Regions from separate parts of the Ovis aries genome. Here region 2 is linked to region 1. Evidence: chromatin contacts called from public Hi-C data. All regions are on one chromosome and are shown on one strand. Each heading gives the region's core, a stretch centred on a gene start, on an enhancer-like site or on the middle of the called end of the contact. The rest is flanking DNA. Distances are from core to core; before and after follow the strand shown. Region 1 holds the start of PANK2 (pantothenate kinase 2). Region 2 holds the start of ADISSP (adipose secreted signaling protein).

Evidence for each region. A called contact is a pair of places that touch in the nucleus more often than the background predicts.
Region 2: a contact with region 1 is called in a Hi-C map of hypothalamus, with 1.8 times the contacts expected there. The contact joins the promoter of ADISSP here to the promoter of PANK2 in region 1. A contact is called at or near these places in 3 of 16 Hi-C or Micro-C datasets (blood, hypothalamus and liver).

The regions. Positions count from the first base shown.
Region 1 is chr13:51,018,890-51,026,267 of ARS-UI_Ramb_v3.0, forward strand. It overlaps PANK2 (pantothenate kinase 2), which reads right to left and starts at 5,296. Exons shown (of 9, transcript NM_001142893.1): 1 at 5,138-5,296; 2 at 1-103. The coding sequence starts at 5,245.
Region 2 is chr13:51,151,250-51,157,638 of ARS-UI_Ramb_v3.0, forward strand. ADISSP (adipose secreted signaling protein) reads left to right here and starts at 1,353. Exons shown (of 6, transcript XM_004014366.4): 1 at 1,353-1,449.

The sequences.
Region 1 (7,378 bases), core at 4,046-6,545:
AATAGCACTGTGACCGTCCATTGAATCCAACTGAGTCAATATATAAAATTCCTTTTATTAAGCAATCTAGTTCATCAAGTTTGCAAAGCTGAAGATCACCTATCTGTAATGAAATAAAAATATATGCAGATTTTTTAACAAGCCAAACAGCAATAAAAATTCCATTTAATAAGGCATCTTCTTTACATAAGACAAACCATAAAAGTGCTCATTGATGTGTATTATTTGTGCATTCTTTATAGAACAGATCACAACAAACTATGGAAAATTCTTACAAGAGATGGAAATACCAGACCACCCAACCTGCCTCTTGAGAAATGTGTATACAGGTCAAGAATCAACAGTTAGAATTGGACATGGAACAACAAACTGGTTCCAAATAGGAAAAGGAGTATGGCAAGGCTCTGTATTGTCACCCTACTTATTTAACTTATATGCACAGTACATCATGAGAAACACTGGACTGGATGAAGCACAAGCTGGAATCAAGACTGCTAGGAGAAATATCAATAACCTCAGTTATGCAGATGACACCACCCTTATGGCAGAAAGCGAAGAACTAAAGAGCCTCTTGATGAAAGTGAAAGAGGAGAGTGAGAAAGTTGGCTTAAAAGTCAACATTCAGAAAACTAAGATCATGGCATCCGGTCCCATCACTTCATGGCAAAGAGATGGGCAAATAATGAAAACAGTGACAGACTTTATTTTGGGGGGCTCAAAAATCACTGCAGATGGTGACTGCAGCCATGAAATTAAAAGATGCTTGCTTGCTCCTTGGAATAAAAGTCATGACCAACCTAGACAGCTTATTAAAAAGCAGAGACATTACTTTGCCAAAAAGGTCCGTCTAGTAAAAGCTACAGTTTTTCCAGTAGTCATGTATGGATGTGAGAGTTGGACTATATACAGAAAGCTGAGCACCAAAGAATTGATGCTTTTGAACTGTAGTGTTGAGAGTCCCTTGGACTGCAAGGAGACCCAACCAGTCCATCCTAGAGGAAATCAGTCCTGAATATTCATTGAAAGGACTGATGCTGAAGCTGAAACTCCAATAGTTTGGCCACCTTATGCAAAGAACTGACTCATTGGAAAAGACCCGGATGCTGGGAAAGATTGAAGGCAGGAGAAGGGGATGACAGAGGATACAGTGGTTGGATGGCATCACCGACTCAATGGACATGAGTTAGAGTAAACTCCAGGAGTTAGTGAGCAGGACAGGGAGGCCTCCTGGCGTGCTGCAGTCCATGGGGTCGCAAAGAGTCGGACATGACTGAGTCACTGAACTGAACTGCACAACAGATCTGCTTTTGTTGTCTGGAGACAACAAATATAGGGAAGGACTGACAAGATTCCTGCTCGCACAGATCCAATACACTCTACCTATAAACCACCATAGGAGCTGAAGAAATGTGCCAAAAACCAAGCAGAGATCAAGATACCTGTTACAGGGACCACAGGGCAGGAGCACAGCTAAGGCCACAGTCCCATCAGAAATCAAATCCTAAGAAATCTAAGACGCAAGGACCTAGAAACACATGGTGCGAGCAACAAGCACTCTTAACATCTGCCTTTCAAAGACTACCTTCAAGGCTACACAGCAGTATTAAAGTAGGCCACAATTTGTATTAATAACAACCAGCCAAAGGACTGAAAGTGGCCAGGGGACTTCCCCGGTATCCAGTGGTTAAGATTCCACCTCCCAACACAGGGGGCCCAGGTCCAATCCCTGGTCATGGCATTAAGATCCCACATGCCACACAGTGTGGACAAAAAAACAAAGGACTGAAAGTGTCCAATAAGAAAGTAAAATATTTCACTATTTAAACTGGTGATAACCTGCAGGGGGTGGAGGGAGTTCAGCACAATCAAAAGTTAAAAGTGTCATCTTTTAGTCATAAGATCACACAGTTGAGAATTCACCACTCAAATTAAGCCTTCTTAATAAAAATTCCAGATACTGGAGTCCCTGTGATAGAGGCAAATAACGTTACTGTTGTCTGCTTTATGATCTAAATGACTGCATGTAAATAATTACTGGATGTTGTCCATAAAAAGGACAAAAGAAGCAATGAAACCACCACTAGAAAGGAACGTTATTTGTACTGTGGGTGTATAAGTAAAATAAGTCTTTCTTGGGCCATAAATACATAAATAAGTGCTATCGACTTAACTTCATTTAAATAATTCCGAAAGAATGATTAAATTATTATTCATATTATGGAACACTGTATAGTAATTAAGAATGAAGAGGATCCTTATGCGCATTTGTTTTTCTCTTGGGCATGCTATGCAGTGTGTGGGATCTTAGCCCCCCAACTAGGGACAGAACTCACGCCCTGCACAGTCGAAGTGTGAAGTCTTAACTACTGGACACCACCAGGGAAATCCCAAGAATGAAGAGGATCTTTACTCAGTTAAGATGAAGTGGGAAGAACTCCAAGACAAGTCAAAAAAAATAAGTAAGCTGAGAAATATTTTATAAAATATGATTCAATCTGCCTATCTTTAAAACCACGTTTAGATGCCCATGTGTATGTCATACACAGTCATGCACAGAAAAACAAAAAAGATACACAGACCTTTAACAGTGGTAACTTTGGATAGATGATATAAACTTTCACTTTTTACTTATGAACGTCTACCCCAACCTTCAAACAAATGCTACCAGCATATCTATTCAAATATGCAACAAAGATGCCTCAACTCCATAAAACAACTATTTCTGTTTACAACCAAGTTTAGCCCTGTTAAGTCCTCCCACTTTAATTCAACTCTTGTTTGATTACATTTATATTCAATTTATTCTGATCCAGAGGAGATGGAAGTTAACAGGTAACTTTATTTTAATCCTTAATTAATCCCTAATTAAGAATATTAAGCCACTCCTCTGATAAAACCCAAACCCTTGAAAATGTTCATCGTTGTCCTTATTTCATCTGCTCATGCCCTCCCTGTCACAATGAATTCAATTTTGACTTCCTGACACTTGAATCTCAAGTGTCAGCATTTTCATTTCAAAGCTAAATTGTTTTACACTAGTGGCCTAACTGAAAACAAAGTAGTTTTCTGCCACTGTATGCTAAGACCTCCTTTTATCTTTCCCGGCCTGTTGTGCCATTATTCCTAATGAATCTCAGCCTAACTGACATAGTTATATGTCTAATACATAGGTTATTTCATCAAATTACTCATAATGTAGGTGTTAAGTACCAACAAGAAAACTCAACACAAGGAAATCTGATTCACATTAAAAAAGAGACAGGATAAACTCCATATTATTAGAAATATTTCACTGTGGTTTATTAAATAATCATCACTCCCAATGCACAAGCAGGATTTGTAAGGCATTTCATTTTCATACAGCTTTCAAGAACAGCACTGATGCATACAGATTAGAAACCCCAATAGCCTAGGAGGCAACTGAGGTCTAAAATCTACTCTGCCTCTCTCCTTGGATCACCACACAACCTCTGCTGGTGGTTTAGTTGCTAAGTCACATCTGACTCTAGTGACCCCATGGACTGCAGCCTGCCAGGCTCCTCTGTCCATGAGATTCTCCAGGCAAGAATACCTGAATGGGTTGCCATTTCCTCCTCCAGGGGATCTTCCGGACCCAGGGATTGAACCCGGGTCTCCTGCATTGTAGGCAGATTCTTTACCAACTAAGCTATGAGGGAAGCCCTTATTCTCTCTGAATGGTTTTTTAATATGTTCCAAAGGCACCTCTCTAGGTTAGAGAAATATGTAGGTTTTCTTCTTTCAGTCAGTTCAGTCGCTCAGTCGTGTCTAACTCTGCAACCCCATGGACTGCAGCACAACAGGCTTCCCCATCCATCATCAACTGCTGGAGCTTGCTCAAACTTATGTCCATCGAGGTGGTGATCCCTATCAGTTTCACCCTATCAGTTACAATCCAGAGTCCACTACGACCTCAAAGGAAGGGGACCTCCTCTCCTCCTGCCATCTTCCCATTAACTCACAGGTAGAAAAGAAACCACGAAAAATTCAAGCAAAACCTCATTTTAAAAATTCATGTCAATCCTATATTATGATTATACTCAGGTTATGGGAGAAAGAAGATAGAGGACAAAGAAAGAGGTCACAAATACACAATGACACTCAAGCGGGGGGATGGATGAAAAATAACATAAGCAAAGACAGAATCTCTGCAATAACATCTTCATTGGTGGCATAAAAACCATGGTCACTGAAGATATTTTAAATCTACACTGCACCCTGAAGATCAGAGTCAAATTCATTTATCAATTCTCCCATCTATTCCCACATCCACCCTCAAAAGACCTAGCCTCAAGCCCTTACAGACACTTACTGAATGAAAACAAAATCAAGTGCCCACTGGCACTCCCCCTAGTGTCTGGACTCCTGGTAACAAGCATGCAGCTCAGGACACGTCAAAAAGCATTAAACAGAATGGTGCTTCCCCAGTGGCTCAGTCGGTAAAAAATCCGCCTGGAATGCAGAAGACCTGGGATGGGAAGATCCCCTGGAGGAGAGCATGGCAACCCACTCCAATATCCTTGCCAGGAGAATCTGAAAGGACAGAGGAGCCTGGCGGGCTGCAGTCCATGGGTTGCTAAGAGTCAGACACAACTGAGCAACTAAGCACAGAGACCACTGTCAACATCTCTGACTAGCCCTGAGGCCTGGAAAAAGCACTGCTTTGGACCCGAGCTCCTCATATTTCTAAATAGTAAAACTGCCAAGAAACAATTAAGGAGGTTAAGAAAACATATGTGGTAGATAAGACTGGAAACAACTTTATAACTTGAAATGACATTAATTTTTTAAAATTATTTTTCAATTTAGTTGTTCAAAACAATGATATTAGCTCCTCACTGGTAGTTCCATACTCTGCTTATTACAATTTTATTGTTTTTTCATACTAAAACAACAACAAAATGCTACGCTTTCAGTGGTTCTGATTCTCAACTCACCTGAATTGGGCAAAAAGTAAACTATACAACAATCTCTAAATGGCAATTCCTATCACTAATCTTAATTTGACTCAAGAAAATTCAAATTCCATTAGAGATGGAAACAATTCCACCACTTGCTATTGGTATTATTTTTAACAATCAAATTACCATAAATTGTATATAAGCTAAAAAATGCATACTGTGAGAAAATCCTGCTCAAATTTGTACGCTCCACCTCCAGTGGCACAAAAGACAGTGTGGAGACTCGAGAAGTTTTTATCTCTGCCCATTTGAATAAAAGCAGGCATGTCATGAGTGGGAAAGCGTATAAAGTGCAGATTGCCTTTGCGTCCACACAGAGTCAGGTCCTTCAGCTCCAGGTGCACGTCCCGAATACCAGTGGACCCATAAGCCACATTGGAGGTCAGGTACTTCCGAATGCTTTTAAGACTTTCCACTTCTTCCTCTTCTTCTTCAGCAGTGATGTCTTTGGGTTCAAAATAAACCAGCTTGACCAGGGTTCCACCAATATCCAAGCCAAACCAAGGAAAAACTAAATGAGGAAAGGAAAAAGAAAAGTCAAAACAGCTTTTCTCTCCTTGAAAACTAAATTCACACTTATTAACCATTTCATACCCTGAGGTTTCCAAGAACCATACAAAATATAAACAAAAAGATCTGGGGGAGAAGAAATATGATTGTCTGATCTGGAAGCAAATCTATTTAAAAAAAAACACACAAACATCAAAAAGAAAAATATCACAGTGATAGCCAACCCAACTTATGGGCAGAGGAAATTCCAAATCCTGTGTAACATATACGCTCCACCGGTCAATGTCAATCAATCAGGGTTAAATGGCCATCAATAGAACAGGTATTTCAAAGTTAAGACCCAAATTTATTGTTCAGTCGCTAAGTTGTGTCCAGCTCTTCTGTGAGTCCATGGCCAGGCTCCTCTGTCTATGGGATTTCCCAGGCAAGAATACTGGAGAGGGTTGCTGTTTCCTTCTCCAGGGGATCTTCCTGATCCAGGAATCAAACTCGCATCTCCTACGTTGGTAAGGTGGATTCTTTACCAGTGACTCAAATATCCATCTCCAAAAATCCACCCCAAGACTCCCCTGAAGGTTCAGTGGTTAAGACTCCCATGATTCCAATGCAGGGGGTGCAGGCTCAAGCCCCGATCGGGGAACTAGGATCCCATGCGCCATGCAGCACAGCATCCCCAAAAAAACTATCCCCAAAAAAATGCCTTAAGGAGACTGGATCAAGATAAAACCGCATTAGCTATACACGTCTTCTCCTCCCATCTTAAATCCTAGAAATGACTAAAGACAGATGTATTGATTTTCTAAAGTAATTCTGAGAAACAAGAAGTGACACTATCACCAGAACTAAGCTGACAGAGGCAGTAACTGTCCAGAACGCTCAAGAGAAAAACGCTATTAAAATGGGGAGCAGCTATGAAGGTGGGGGAAGCAGAGGGGTGCTCCATTCAAGGTGTCAATGGGGTAGCTGCCATGGGGAAACAGAAGCAGGCTCTGGTGCAGTTGTAAGTCATATGGCAGGAAAATGCATTTGGCACAGCTGCACAGGCCAGTCACTCCCCTCCTCGACCTCCAAGGAGGCAAATTCTTCACTGAGCACAGGCACTTGAGCTCAACAGTCAGTATGGCATCCACACAGCTACTACCACCCAGAAGCGGGGAGCCCTACATCTGGCCACACTTCCCATCTCTCCCCTACAATCCATCCTGACGGACGAGTAAGCTCACAGTGCACCCACTGACAGAACAGCATTCCTTAAACCAGAGACTATCACTCTACAAACCAGATTACCAAAAGGGGAATCAACACCACAAAAACAAGACGCTAACATCTGAAGAAACAGTTGCAGGAACAAAGAGGAGGCTTTAAAAGAATCATAAATATTGACCAAGGTAAAAGGAGATTTCTTCCATGAAAAATAAGCTACTGTAAATCAATTATACATCAATAAAAAAATTAATTTTAAAAATGAATAAGCTGCTATAAAGAAAAATTAGAAATTAATTGCCAAGTATGGTTTTGGCTGCAAGAATCTACACGTGTGATAAAAGTACACAGAACTAAATACACATTCACAAAAGAGCTAAGGTAAAACTGGTCCCATCTAAATAAGGTCTGTGGTATCAATGTTAATCTCCTAGTTGGGGGTGGAGGGTTGCTGTTTTGTCGCTGTCATGCCCAACTCTTCGCGACCACACGGACTGCAGCATGCCAGGCTTCCCTGTCCTTCACCATCTCCCAGAGCTTGCTCAAACGCATGTACATTGAGTCAGTGATGCCATCCAATCATCTCGGCCTCTGTTGTCTCTTTCTCTTCCTACCTTCAATCTTTTCCAGCATCAGGGTCTTTTCTAACGAATCAACTCTTCGCATCAGGTGGCCAAAGTATGGAG
Region 2 (6,389 bases), core at 103-2,602, 130 kb after region 1:
TCGTCTGCTACCTTGAAGAACAGACATAGGACTGCAACTGAAGGCGGGACAAGTGGGGCACATGGACTGGTGGGGTTGGGTAAAGAGAAAGCATCTGGCAAGAGTAGATGGGCTGAGATCAGAATGTGGAAATCTCCTGATGACGGTCATCTCAAACACCAGAGGGTTCACGTTTCACCCAAAATGACGCTAAGAAGTTTGAGGTTTTTCTGGACACTCCCAGAGCACTGAGCGCTTTGAAGCAGGGTAGGATTCACTGGAAATGATAGCTCAGGAAGATCTGTCAACAATGTGTTAACCAGGGACCAGAAGATAGGTTAGGGGTCACAGGGATCCAGCAGAGGGTAGGAGCCTTGGAGGTTCCCCAGAGGCAGTGACCGCGGTCTTTCTGAAAAGCTGGCCTTCAGCCGCCCATACCATCTCTCTCCTAGTTATGCTGTTAGAAGGGTTCAATCCCCTCGGGTACTTTAGGGACCCTGATCCAGCCAGCGAAATGCGGAGGGGGGTGTTGTTTGTTCAAGGACATGTAGGCGGAGCAGTGGCTAGAACCCTTAAAGATCCGACGGCTACGTCTCTGCTCCGAAGGTTCTGTGCAGGTGCGCACCCTGGGACGCAGAGCTAGGGGCATCCTTCTGACATTGCGACTGCCTCCATAGAGACAGCAGAGGCTGTGGTCCCCGCAGGCGCCTGCAGAGGTTCTCCCAACCCCCACCCCGTGAGGCCTTCTTTGTTCTGATGCATTTCAGGGCCAGCCGGACGCCCAAGATGTGTCTCAGATCCTCAAGGGGGCATTTCCTCCGAGGCAGGGAGATGAGACGGAAGAGGAAGATGCCGAAACCAGAGATCGCAGAGCGAGAATGGAGGGTTCTTCCGCTCCAGGACAGGACCCAGCGATACCCGTATCAACGGCCAGGCGGGCTTGAAAGCCTAGGGGAAAAGGCAACCTTCAGGTGCCCACCTAACTCTGAGCCCCACCTTATGGCCATTCCAGGGGGCAGAACCCAAGGGACGCCCCTTCCAGTTGGGCGGAGACGGAAAGTGCAAACCCCTGAGAGTGGACGCGCGTTCAGCCCATTCAAACTTGCTTCTTCCTTCTCTGGCTTCTGAGCGATTCCGGTCTTTGGTTACGGCGAGCTCGAGGGCTAACCTCATCGCGAGAACTTCTCGGGCCCTGGGGCGTGGGCTCTTACAGCGCAGCCGCAGGGCCTCCTGACGCAGAGGCGCATCACCCGTTGGCGGTTCTCTGGCGCCCGCTTATTGGTTCGAAGCGCCCTCGCCCCACCCCCCCGTCGACCAATGGGCGGGGAAGGGGCGTGCCCTGGCGGCGGGTGGCGGCGGCGCGGGGCTCTCTCATGTTCGGCGTTGAGCCCCGGCTGCTGCCGCGGTCTCCAGAGCTGCCGCCGCTGCGGTCGTCCCTGACCGTCGCGGCCTCAGGGTGCTTCCCGCACGGTGAGACTGCTCTTCCTTCTGCCACCTCCCAGTTTCATCCCGCTCACAGAGATCCCCTCCCAATCGAGCCACTGTTCTAGGTAGTCGGTGCCTGGGACCCCTCCGGCTGGAGCTAGAGGGCTCTGCTGTCGGGGCCGGGCCAGGGAGGGCTCCTTGGCACCGGAGCTGGGGAGGTATTAGGCCCCAGGGCCGCAGGTGACCGTTAGGTGGTAGAGTTGAAGTGTTTTCCGCGGGGCGCTTTCGAGGGCACGTGTGACACAGTGAGGGTGGGGGCGTAGGGTCAGCGCCGTCAGCAACTCCCAGCACCCCTCCCCCGCATTGTCATCGCCTCGCTGGTGACCTTGGACGAGTAGTCTCGCTCTGACGTCGTGTGGCTCGGCACCTTCAGGGAGGAGGGCAGTGATGTTGGGGAGTATGGGCTCGCGAAACTACTGCGTCAGCAGAGGTGATGGTGGGACAGAGGATTATCTCTGAGGGACAGAGCCGCCGTCTCGCAGCCCGGGAGGGATGTGATTGGGGTGGGTGGGGTGGGGGCGGTGTCCAGACTCATTTGTCCCCTTAGAAGATGAGGATAGGATGGGGATGGAGGGTGGAGAGGATACAGATTCATATACCCAGGCCCCTGATGTCTCTGGGAGCTTGGCGATTACCACCCTATTGTCACAGAGCAGGAGGCCTTCGTTTAGGTTCTGGACCAGTGTTTCTTTTAGTGAGCAGGGATCCTGGTGGACTGAGAAGGGAGACATTCAGCTGCTTTTCCTCTTGAATCTTGGCTTTGGGAAGTGTGGGTAAGGCGTTTCTCTGCCCAGGGAGCTGAAGCAGGTCAGAGGCAGCTGTTGCCCCCTGGACCTGGCCTTGCCTGGGTGGGGATTCAGTCTGGAGGCTAGAGGTGTCTGAGCACTCTCAGGCTAGAGGGATTGTGGGGAGGAGATGCTGGGGAGAGAAAGGCAGCATTTCTTGGGGAGACAAGAGGATGTGAGATGGTGGGGGTCCTTTCCTCAGTTCAGCCCCGCTCCACCCATTTTTGAGAGAGAGAACACCCATACTTAACCCTTGCAACTGGCCTGCTGGAGAAGGAGGAAACGGAGTCACATCCAGACTGAGTTGCTGTAAAACTGCCACAACCACTCCTGACCTCCAGCCTTGCCTTTCCAGGCCTTGTTCTAGGTATGCAGGCCCTAGGCTGGGGCTGCTTTCTTGTTGCAGAGCATAGGCTCTAGGCACATCGGCTTTAGTAGTTGTAGCACAAAGGCTCAGTAGTTGCTGCCTTTGGGCTCTATAGAGCATGGGCTCAGTAGTTGTGCCTCACAGTTGCTCCTCAACAAGTGGGATCTTCCCTGACCAGGAATCAAACCTGTGTCTCCTGCATTGGCAGGCAGATTCTTTACCACTGAGCCACCAGGGAAGCCCCAGCTTGAGCTTTGAGGAACAGCTTCTGTGGGATTGGGTGCTTAAGCCAGGATTGAGCCCAGAGTTGGGGGGAGGGTAGGACTTGTACAGTTCCTGGCTCAGAAAATACTTGAACAGGTTGAGAATGAGAATTGAAGAATGAATGAGAAACAAGGGCCCAAGAAGCATGTCCCTAACCACAAAGCAGAGGACAAGCTGGGGCTGGTCCTGTGATGCCTGGGACTTGGGGGCTGCAGAGAGGTGCTGTGAGCATGAAGCTGTGGTGTATAGGGCAAGAGGGTGGCAGGTCCTGGAGCTCTACTTTGCCGTGGACAGACTGTCTTTGGCCCCCTCTCCAGCCTTGGGCACCAAGTGTGGGACAGTTTGGAGTAGCAGCTAGCACCCTGTGTGCACAGCGGTAATCTAGGGGGCTGAGAACTCTGAGTTTCTGTGTAACTGTCTCTCTGCCTAGCTGCCATTTCCTTGTTTCTGTTCCTCATGCCAGAGGCACCAGTGGACCTGGCTGAGCCCTACCCTGGGTAGGATAACCTCGAAGCAGCTTTTCTCTCTAAAGCTGAGAGGGACCTGAGCTAGGAGCTCTCTATTTCCCAGAGAGAAGGTTCTAACAGTTTCCCTGAGAGAGTAACTGAGAGCTGAAGAAGACCCCCAAGGCCCTTATTCCAGCTTCTCAACCCTCCCCATCCCATGACTCTCTGTGGTACCACCTCTGACAGCTCATTTAAAGAGGGGGTGTCTTTTTTTTTTTTTTTTGCTGGAATGGGGGGAACTTCCCAGGATATATATTCTTCACATTTTCTTTATAAGTCCTTCTGGTTGAGGGAGGTGGACAGTGAGCTCCCAACAGTCTGCTCTCTGGCAATCCCTGGAGAACTTGCTGGCCTGAGAGTGGGGGAGGGGGAAGGCAGATGATGAAAGGGAGAGAGAGGCCCCTCAACCCTTGAGCTGTTTTCTAAGAAGGCTAGAGCCTCGGGCCTGCCCTGAGGGCCATTCCTGACTGTTCAGGATTGGCTTGAAGTGCTTCTTTGATGCTGAAATTGCTGTTGCTTCAGAAAGCAGTCCTTTGGGTGATTTGTTCTACAAAGGTGGGGGCAGAGTGGCAAGTGCTGTCACAGAGCTTCAGGCACCAGCTGCACCAGACCCACGGAGGAAGAGGTCATTGCTGATTTATTCCTATGCTGCAGGTGAGGAAACTGAGGCACTGAGGCATGAAGTAACTTTGCCATGCAGCCTGAATTTAAACCAGGTCTTTGGGGCTCTGCTGCCTCTTGGGGGCTGAGCTGCTTGGGCCACGATCAAGATTTGGCTGGCGCAAGAGGAGGCCTGGGACTTCAAGCGTGCCTGGTGTTTCTCTTTGGGAACAGCTGCTGCAGGAAGAGGCCTGATGCCGATTCTAATGAAGAATTGTGTGTAGCTCAGGGTCTGGCTCACAGGGGACAGCGACCAATGAGTCTTTCTGCTGGGAAAGGAGCTTTTCCAGCCTTCTCTGGGCCTTCTCATTCTCTGTTCTCAGTGCTCAAGGGTTACAAGGCAGTGCCTGAGTGCTTGCTCTATACTGGGCTCTGGGCAGTGCAAGAGACACAGGTCCTGCCCTCAGTGACCTTCCATTTCAAGGTTGGTGGTGGCAGTGGGGAGGTAACAGCTGATTGTGGCCAGGCTAGAAGATGCCCTGTGGGAAGCACCACTCTGAGATGGGTGAAGAGGAATGCCTTCCAGCGCAGGGGTTGCTAAGAGAGCAGGGTGGGGAGCTCTTCTTCTGAGAGCCTCTGGGCTCTGATGTGCTATGTCTGCCTAAAGGGCCCACTGAGGCCCATTCTTGGGCTCTGTTTAGTTTGGTCATTCATTCATTTAATGAATATAAACCTAACACAGCTGCTCCCTGCCAGATGCTGGGCTGGGTGCTGGGGATACAGGGTTTGGCAAAAGCACAGTCGCTACTCTTGTAAGGTGGGAGACAGAGATATTAAATGATTCCAGAAGTGAGAAGGAATTCTTTTTGAAGATTTTCAGGCCTATCCTGGAATGGGAGGGGTGAGAATGGGTTGTGCTGCCTTGAAAAGGGTCCCCATGCTGAGATGTGGATGGGAGAATAGAATTATTCCAGGCAGATGGCCTGGGTGAAGGCAGGCAGGCAGGCAGCAGGCAGCGGACAGGGGAGGAAGACAGGTACAGGACCCTGCATATCAAAGCCCTAGGAGCCTTTGCTCACCAGCCAGTTTCATCCAGGCTTCCCAGGAAGTGTCCTAGGAAGGAAGCTGTTTCCCACTCCAGGGATCTTCCCAACCCAGGAATCGAACCCGCATCTCCTGAGTCTCCTGCATTGGCAGGTGGATTCTTTACCACTGCGCCACCTGAGAAGCCACAAAATTATGATTGTTGTTGTGTAGTCACCAAGTCATGTCCGACTCTTGTATGACCCCATGGACTGTAGCCCACCAGTTCCTCTGTCCATGGGATTTCCCAGGCAGGAATACTCAAAGGAGTTGCCATTTCCTTCTCCAGAGGATCTTCCTGATCCAGGGATTGAACCCACCTCTCCCGTGTCTCCTGCACTGCAGGCGGATTCTCTACCGCTGAGCCACCTGGGAAGCCCAGGAAATGGGGGGAGCTTGTCATTTTTCCTCTGGCTATAGAAATGTGGCTGGAGCAGCCTCTGTGCAAGGTAAGGGGAAGGCCTGGTCCCCTTGCTCTTGGCTGTGTTTCACAGGCTCTGAGTCCACAGCTTCAGGGGGTGGCTGGAGTGGGTAGGTAGGGCAGGCTTCTCTCCAAGGGCCAGACTTTCTGGAGACAGCCTTAGGGGCTGCCCTTCTGGGACTGACCCAGAGTGCTGGCCTGGGGCTGTTCCTGCATTCCTGAGACTCTAGCTTTGCCCTTCCCTGTACCTCCTGAGGCTTCCAATGGGGGTGCTCCTCATACCCAAGCTGTTAGCCCTGCCTTTGAGGTGGGGCTTGAGCCTTGGTGGGCTTTTGCATTGGGAAATGGGGAGGGAGGTAAGGCCTGCTGCCAGGGTAGCTCAGAACCTGAGGGGCCTTGAGGTCATGCCCTCCACAGGCCCAGCGCCAACTCTGAGGCCACTCAGTGGTTTTTCCTCATTCCCTGGACCAGCAGAGGTCATTCATGCATCACTCATCTCTACTGTAGTGTCTATCTCTGATAGATAAGGACACGTGTGTGCATGGGCGCTCAGTCTGTTGTGTCCAACTCTTTGCGACCCCGTGGACTGTAGCCCACCAGGCTCCTCTGTCCATGGCATTCTCCAGGCAAGAACACTGGAGTGGGCTCCCATGTCCTCCTCCAGGGGAAATAAGGACATACTTCTCTACATAATCAAATTCCATTATCTCACCTAGCTGATCAACTCTTATTTCTTAATGTTGTCTAAGATCCAGTCCTGTTTATTAACATTTCCCAAGTATCTCTCATGACTGAGCAACTGAACTGAACTGCACTGAACTGAGAAATGCCCTTCTACATATGTTTTTCTTTTTGAAACTGATGTGGTGGGAAAAACCAGGTCAGTTGTCCCATTGAGT